Linked DNA regions of Pan troglodytes: region 1 is linked to region 2. Evidence: chromatin contacts called from public HiChIP or PLAC-seq data. All regions are on one chromosome and are shown on one strand. Each heading gives the region's core, a stretch centred on a gene start, on an enhancer-like site or on the middle of the called end of the contact. The rest is flanking DNA. Distances are from core to core; before and after follow the strand shown. Region 1 holds the start of RBMS2 (RNA binding motif single stranded interacting protein 2). Region 2 holds the start of BAZ2A (bromodomain adjacent to zinc finger domain 2A).

What was found. HiChIP or PLAC-seq counts read pairs in DNA pulled down with a chosen protein or histone mark.
Region 1: a contact with region 2 is called in an H3K4me3 HiChIP or PLAC-seq map of stem cell-derived excitatory neurons, with 3 times the contacts expected there. The contact joins the promoter of RBMS2 here to the promoter of BAZ2A in region 2. A contact is called at or near these places in 1 of 7 Hi-C or Micro-C datasets (stem cell-derived neural progenitor cells) and 1 of 1 datasets of contacts at active chromatin or transcription factors (stem cell-derived excitatory neurons).

What each region holds. Positions count from the first base shown.
Region 1 is chr10:39,490,797-39,493,496 of NHGRI_mPanTro3-v2.0_pri, reverse strand. It overlaps RBMS2 (RNA binding motif single stranded interacting protein 2), which reads left to right and starts at 1,426. Exons shown (of 13, transcript XM_009425104.4): 1 at 1,426-1,699. The coding sequence starts at 1,634.
Region 2 is chr10:39,375,064-39,377,763 of NHGRI_mPanTro3-v2.0_pri, reverse strand. BAZ2A (bromodomain adjacent to zinc finger domain 2A) reads right to left here and starts at 1,290. Exons shown (of 32, transcript XM_063786535.1): 1 at 935-1,290; 2 at 300-411. It overlaps ATP5F1B (ATP synthase F1 subunit beta), which reads right to left. Exons shown (of 11, transcript XM_009425096.5): 11 at 2,293-2,541. The coding sequence ends at 2,441.

The DNA of each region.
Region 1 (2,700 bases), core at 177-2,676, 120 kb before region 2:
TTGTCACAAAACAGACAGGGTTAATTTATATCTCAAGAAACTACTTAGGATGGCAGCAAGGTGGCCTTATGAAGGGATTTGAAGGCTTTCATTTTACATCCCTATTGCACTTGGATTGGTAGGGGTTACTGGATATCATTCTTAAGTTTTTGGTTTCCTTTCTTGTTAAGGTTACGCCTACAAAGACATTCTTTGGAAACTAGTAGAGGTAAGTGTTGCAACTCTATTAGGTTCTTGACTCTGAAATTTGTATTCCTTCCTAAGAATTTTGTGTTTTTATTCTGTTGAAGCATATGCTTCTTAAGTTTTTTTTTTTTTTTTTAAACAGCTCAAAGACAACTCAAAGCAGACATCCCAACTGTAGACTTCAATTTAGACATAAACTCCAGGTTTGGTGAGTTACTGTAATTGTTTCAGTTTCATGGATCTTAAAGATGAGGAAATAGTAGGGTAAAGTGTTAAATAAGATAGCCTGCAATTGTTAGAGAAATGACAAGGCACCAAGTTTCATGATATAGTCCAGTTTGATAATTCCTTCTTAAGTATGAACTCATTCCTCGGAGAATCTGAAATAGGAGTGAGGGGCATCAGCCCATTGGTATGACCCAAGAGAAACACATCTAAGGATCTGAAACTAGTTATACCCCATACTCTGTTTTGCTTAGCCCTGCTCTTTGGTGTGTTCCTCTGTTTGTTCCTTTGTACATTAAGATCACTATAAATGGGCCAGGGGTGGTGGCTCATGCCTGTAATCCCAGCACTTTGGGAGGTTGAGTGGGTGGATCACTTGAGGTCAGGAGTTCGAGACCAGCCTGGCCAAGATGGCGAAACCCCGTCCCTACTAAAAAATACAAAAATCAGCTGGGTGTGGTGGTGGTCACCTGTAATCCCAGCTACTCGAGAGGCTGAGGCAGGAGAATTGCGGAAGGTGGAGGCTGCAGTGAGCTGGATCCGGGATTGCACCACTGCACTTCAGCCTGGGTGACAGACTAAAACTCTGTCTCAAAAAAAAAAAAAAAAAAAAAAAAAAAAAAAATCACTGTAAGTGTAAAGTAGGGGAAGCCCTGAGCTTATCTCACACACTCTAACTCTGTTTTTTTTTTTGTTTGTTTGTTTTGTTTGTTTGTTTTTTTGCGTGTTCTCCAAGGCAATGTCTCAGGAGCCCCATTAAAATCAACCTTGAAATCTTATAGCTGAGATCTAAGGGTGGAAATAAAGCCCTCATTGTCTTTATATGAGAATCGGAACTTGTTCATAGAGGAAAGGGGATAAATTTGAAAGGGGTTAGACCTAAGAACTCTTCTTTCTAGCTTTAACTCCTGAGACTATGAAAAACAAACAAAAAAAACCATCTTGGGCATTAGGACCCAGTGGAAGTGCCTCTGCCTCATTCAGACTCTGTTAACTTCTCTCAGTGACGTAAAGGAGCAGCCCGAGCTCATTCTCTGCCCGCAGCCCCCCTTCATCTCTCTCCTCCTGCTCCTTTTCTCCTCCTTTCTCCTCCCCCTCCCTTTTTTCCTCCCTCCCTCTCCCCCTTTCCCTCGCTCCCCTCCTCCCTCCCTCCCCGTCTTTCTTACCCCCTCCCTTTCTCTCTCTCTCTCTCTCTCACTCGTTCCCTAACATTAAAGAGAAAATGCTGCTATCCGTGACTTCCAGGCCCGGGATTTCGACTTTTGGCTACAATAGAAACAACAAGAAGGTAGGGAAAAGCGCTTTTTTGGTATCTAGCTACTTCTTTTTCTGGGGATCTTGCAATGCCCTTGGTTTTTACATTCTTTTTAAAGAGGGGAAGGGGCTTCCTCTCTCAAGATTCCTAATTCCTCACCGCGCTTCTCCCTTTTCCACTACTGCTTTCTGCATCTTTCCTCAACTGGTTCTGGAGTTCAGGGAACTTTCAGTCTCTGCGAGGCCTGAAAAGACAGGGGAATTAAAAACAAATCAAGCTTGCAAGTTTGTATCCTTATGAAATGAAGTTAGTTTGACTTCCTGCTGATGTATCAATCTCCACAAGGATAATATGTCATTTCAGACCCTGTCCCCCAGTCCACCCCACCCCACAAGATTATTTTATTTTTTGATTAACTGTTTCCATTCTCTCCCCAACCTTCCCTCCTACCCATACCACCAGTAGTATTAGATAGCTGAAATCATAGATAGTCAGAGAAACCACAACAGTTTATCAAGAGCTGGGTATACTCTTCTAGACTACAGATCCTACCCCACCCAGCCTATAGAGAAGGAGTCTTGAGAGACATCGCACCTTGGGATTAAGGCACAGAGCGCTGTGATACTTTGGATCTTGTATTTGAACTGATACTTGGACCTCTGCAGATAGCCAGACTTTGCAGTGATCCTAGGAGTCTTTATGATTAACCCATGGCTGCCAGAGAATTGTGCTGTCCTTGGGCACATGGGGAGAGATGGACAATCTTGTCCATATTTGACAAGGAATATATTTGGCAGTTTCTGGCATTTCAGGGCGCACAGCATACTGATTAGGAGGAATTTCATGCTGTAGCAGGAAGAAGACGCTTTACCCTCTCTTTGTGTCGTAGCTGTTCTTTGAAGAAAAAATGTGACATAGACATTTAGGGAATCTTTTGCTCATCTAATGGAATGTTGGAGGGTGAGGAACGATTCCTGCTGCTTTCTCATGTGCCTAATGAGACCATTAGAGGTGGGTTTAAACACAAGTGTCTG
Region 2 (2,700 bases), core at 41-2,540:
TCAACAGCTTAAATGGGGAGGAGAAGGGGCAATCCTCCACGGGGCGGCGGGGAGGGGGCTGGGAAAGCCCTGGCCTAAGATGCGTCTCAGGCTCTTCCTTAGAACTGGGGCTTGCCCATACTCAGGATCCCGTGGTCGGCAGCCTCGCTAGCTGAGCCCTGTGCCCCCCGTCCCCCAGAGTCCTGTTTCCTCTCCTTCAACCCCCAAATGAGCAAAGGTTAGGCCCCACCCCTGCTGAGTCAGCCAGGGAGGGAGTAGGCATCCCTCAGGCCTTCCCCGGGGCTGGTCCCCATACTCACCCATGTCAGGCTGGCACAGCTCCAGGCTGGGACCACCCAGCTCCTCACTGTCCTTGGGCCCCCACTTCACGTAAAGGTTGGTGTTGGATCCTCCCAAACTGTGAGCTGGGAACTAGCAAGAATCAAAAAGCCAGTGTATGCTTCCTGCGAACCACACAGCCTGAACTGCTGTAGGGTGATGTCCCTGTGTGACAGACTGGGGTGGGGAGGGAGGAGGGAAGGGCGGGGCTTTCTCTGGGTGGAGAGAGGGAGGAGGCGAGGACAGGGCAGACCAGGAGAAATATGGAGGAAGGTTAGAGAGCTGTGTTGACACTCCAGTGGCATGGTAGAAGAGGCCGGCAAAGGGGGAAGGAAACAAATAGTTGCAGCTACTGAGAGGGAGAAGGTTCTCGATAAACGCTGAAGGACGTGAACATGTTGGGGGAAGGGGTGGAGGGGTGCAAAAGACCTTTAGGATTTCAGTTCCCAGGTCTGTATCGGGTGACGTGAGAAAACAAAGCAGAAAGGGCTGACCTGTACCCTAGGGCTTTTTCTACCAGCTTCTTACCCACTCCAGAGTCAGGACCTAGAGGAAGTGTCCCCACCCCCATAACTCAGCATTTCCCCAAATCCCAGCTTTTCTAGGAGCAAACTACCAGCACAAGCAGCTCAGGGGCTCCACCTTCTGTCCAGATCATGACACAGGAGAGACTGCGGGAGAGGCTGCTGCCAAGGACGTCATAGGCAGATGGAAGGAAGCTTAGAGGCCCCTACTCCACCCCTGGCCCCGCGCCAAAAGCCCTCCCCAACCTTCAGCCCCCAGGGGCCTCTGAATTGGAGCTCAGCTTGTCCCCGCCCAGCTTCTACCTAACTTGATGGACTCAGCGGGTGGAGCTTGTAGATACAGGCTCCTCCCCAGGACAAAAGCCCCAGCTGGTCTGTAAACAGTCTTTAACTGAGAGCCACATCCCAGCAAATGGCCTTCATGGATTTGAAAATGGGATCAGAGTTCTTGCAGAGTCTCCAGTGCTACCGCGAGAGGGCAGTAGGATGGGTCTGGTCCCGGAAAAGAACACAAGAGGAACCCAATCTGACCTTGCACGCTTCTTTTAAATTGAAATGGTGAAATATACCTTCTACCCCTGCACCTCTCAGTCGGCTAAAATGAAGGGAAAATAACCTAACTTCATTAGTTTAGAAGCCCAAGCCAGCAACTCTGAAAATTGCTATTCCCTTGTAAGATTATCTTTTCTGGACTTTCATAAGGGGATCTTCACAGAGGGTGGACTAGGCCTTATGGTATTATATGCCTCTGCATAGCCTCAAGGAATCACAAGCAACTTTTATTTAGGCTTGCCCAAAATGTCAGGAAGTAGTTAAGTACACTTTCTGAAGACATGAAGGCCTAACCAAGATGTAGAGAACCCTTTTGATCACATTTTAACAAAGATCAGTATTCTTCATCACTATTTCTTGAAAATTTAATTCATTAAACTCAGATTAACCCCTGGAAATAAGTTATTTCTAAAACGAGTTTTTCCCAATATGCCCTTCAAAAAAGGCCTATTTTTAACCAAGAAGTAGGGATGTGCCACATGGAATAGAGGCCAAAAAAAAAAAAAAAATCAATTTGTATTGAACAAAAGGCCCAAAACTGAGGCCCTACTAAGATCACACTACCCACAGGAAACCCCTCACAAGAGGTACGGTTGTCCATCAACAAAAGAGAATGGCTATTTTTAAGGACCAATTTCAAACATACATGGCCCACTTCATGCTGAAACTGCTTCTTACAGCCACTCTAAAAATCTAATTGTTGAAAACAGTGCTGGTGATGTGAGACTACATACACCTGTAGCCCCAGCTACTCAGGAGACTGAGGTGGGAGATCTCGAGCCCAGGAGTTAGAGACCAGTCTTGGCAACACAGCCAGACACCGTGTCTCTAAAACTAAAATTAAATACATAACCCTTCAGTGTTGACTATGTTGTCAGAACCAAGAGAATCAGACAAATTCTGAGGGGTGTACATTTTATTGGAAACCTTAAATACTGTTCAGAAAGAATATATCTTCAATCAAGGATCTTGTGCAGCCTACACAGAAAAATGAAGCTTTTTGGGTTCGGGGCAAGGAGAGGGACAGTACAGAGGACAAAGACCCCTCACGATGAATGCTCTTCAGCCAGCTTATCAGCTTTTGCCACAGCTTCTTCAATGGGTCCCACCATATAGAAGGCCTGTTCTGGGAGATGGTCATATTCACCTGTATGACGGGGGAGAAAAAAAAAAAGAGTAAGAAGCGGAGGGATATCAACTTTCTGCATCGTGTAACATTCCTCACCACTTCAGGCCATCAGTTAGAATGTGATGAATTCATGTCATCTTAGAAAGCTTAAATTTCCCTCACAAATCAAATTTACAA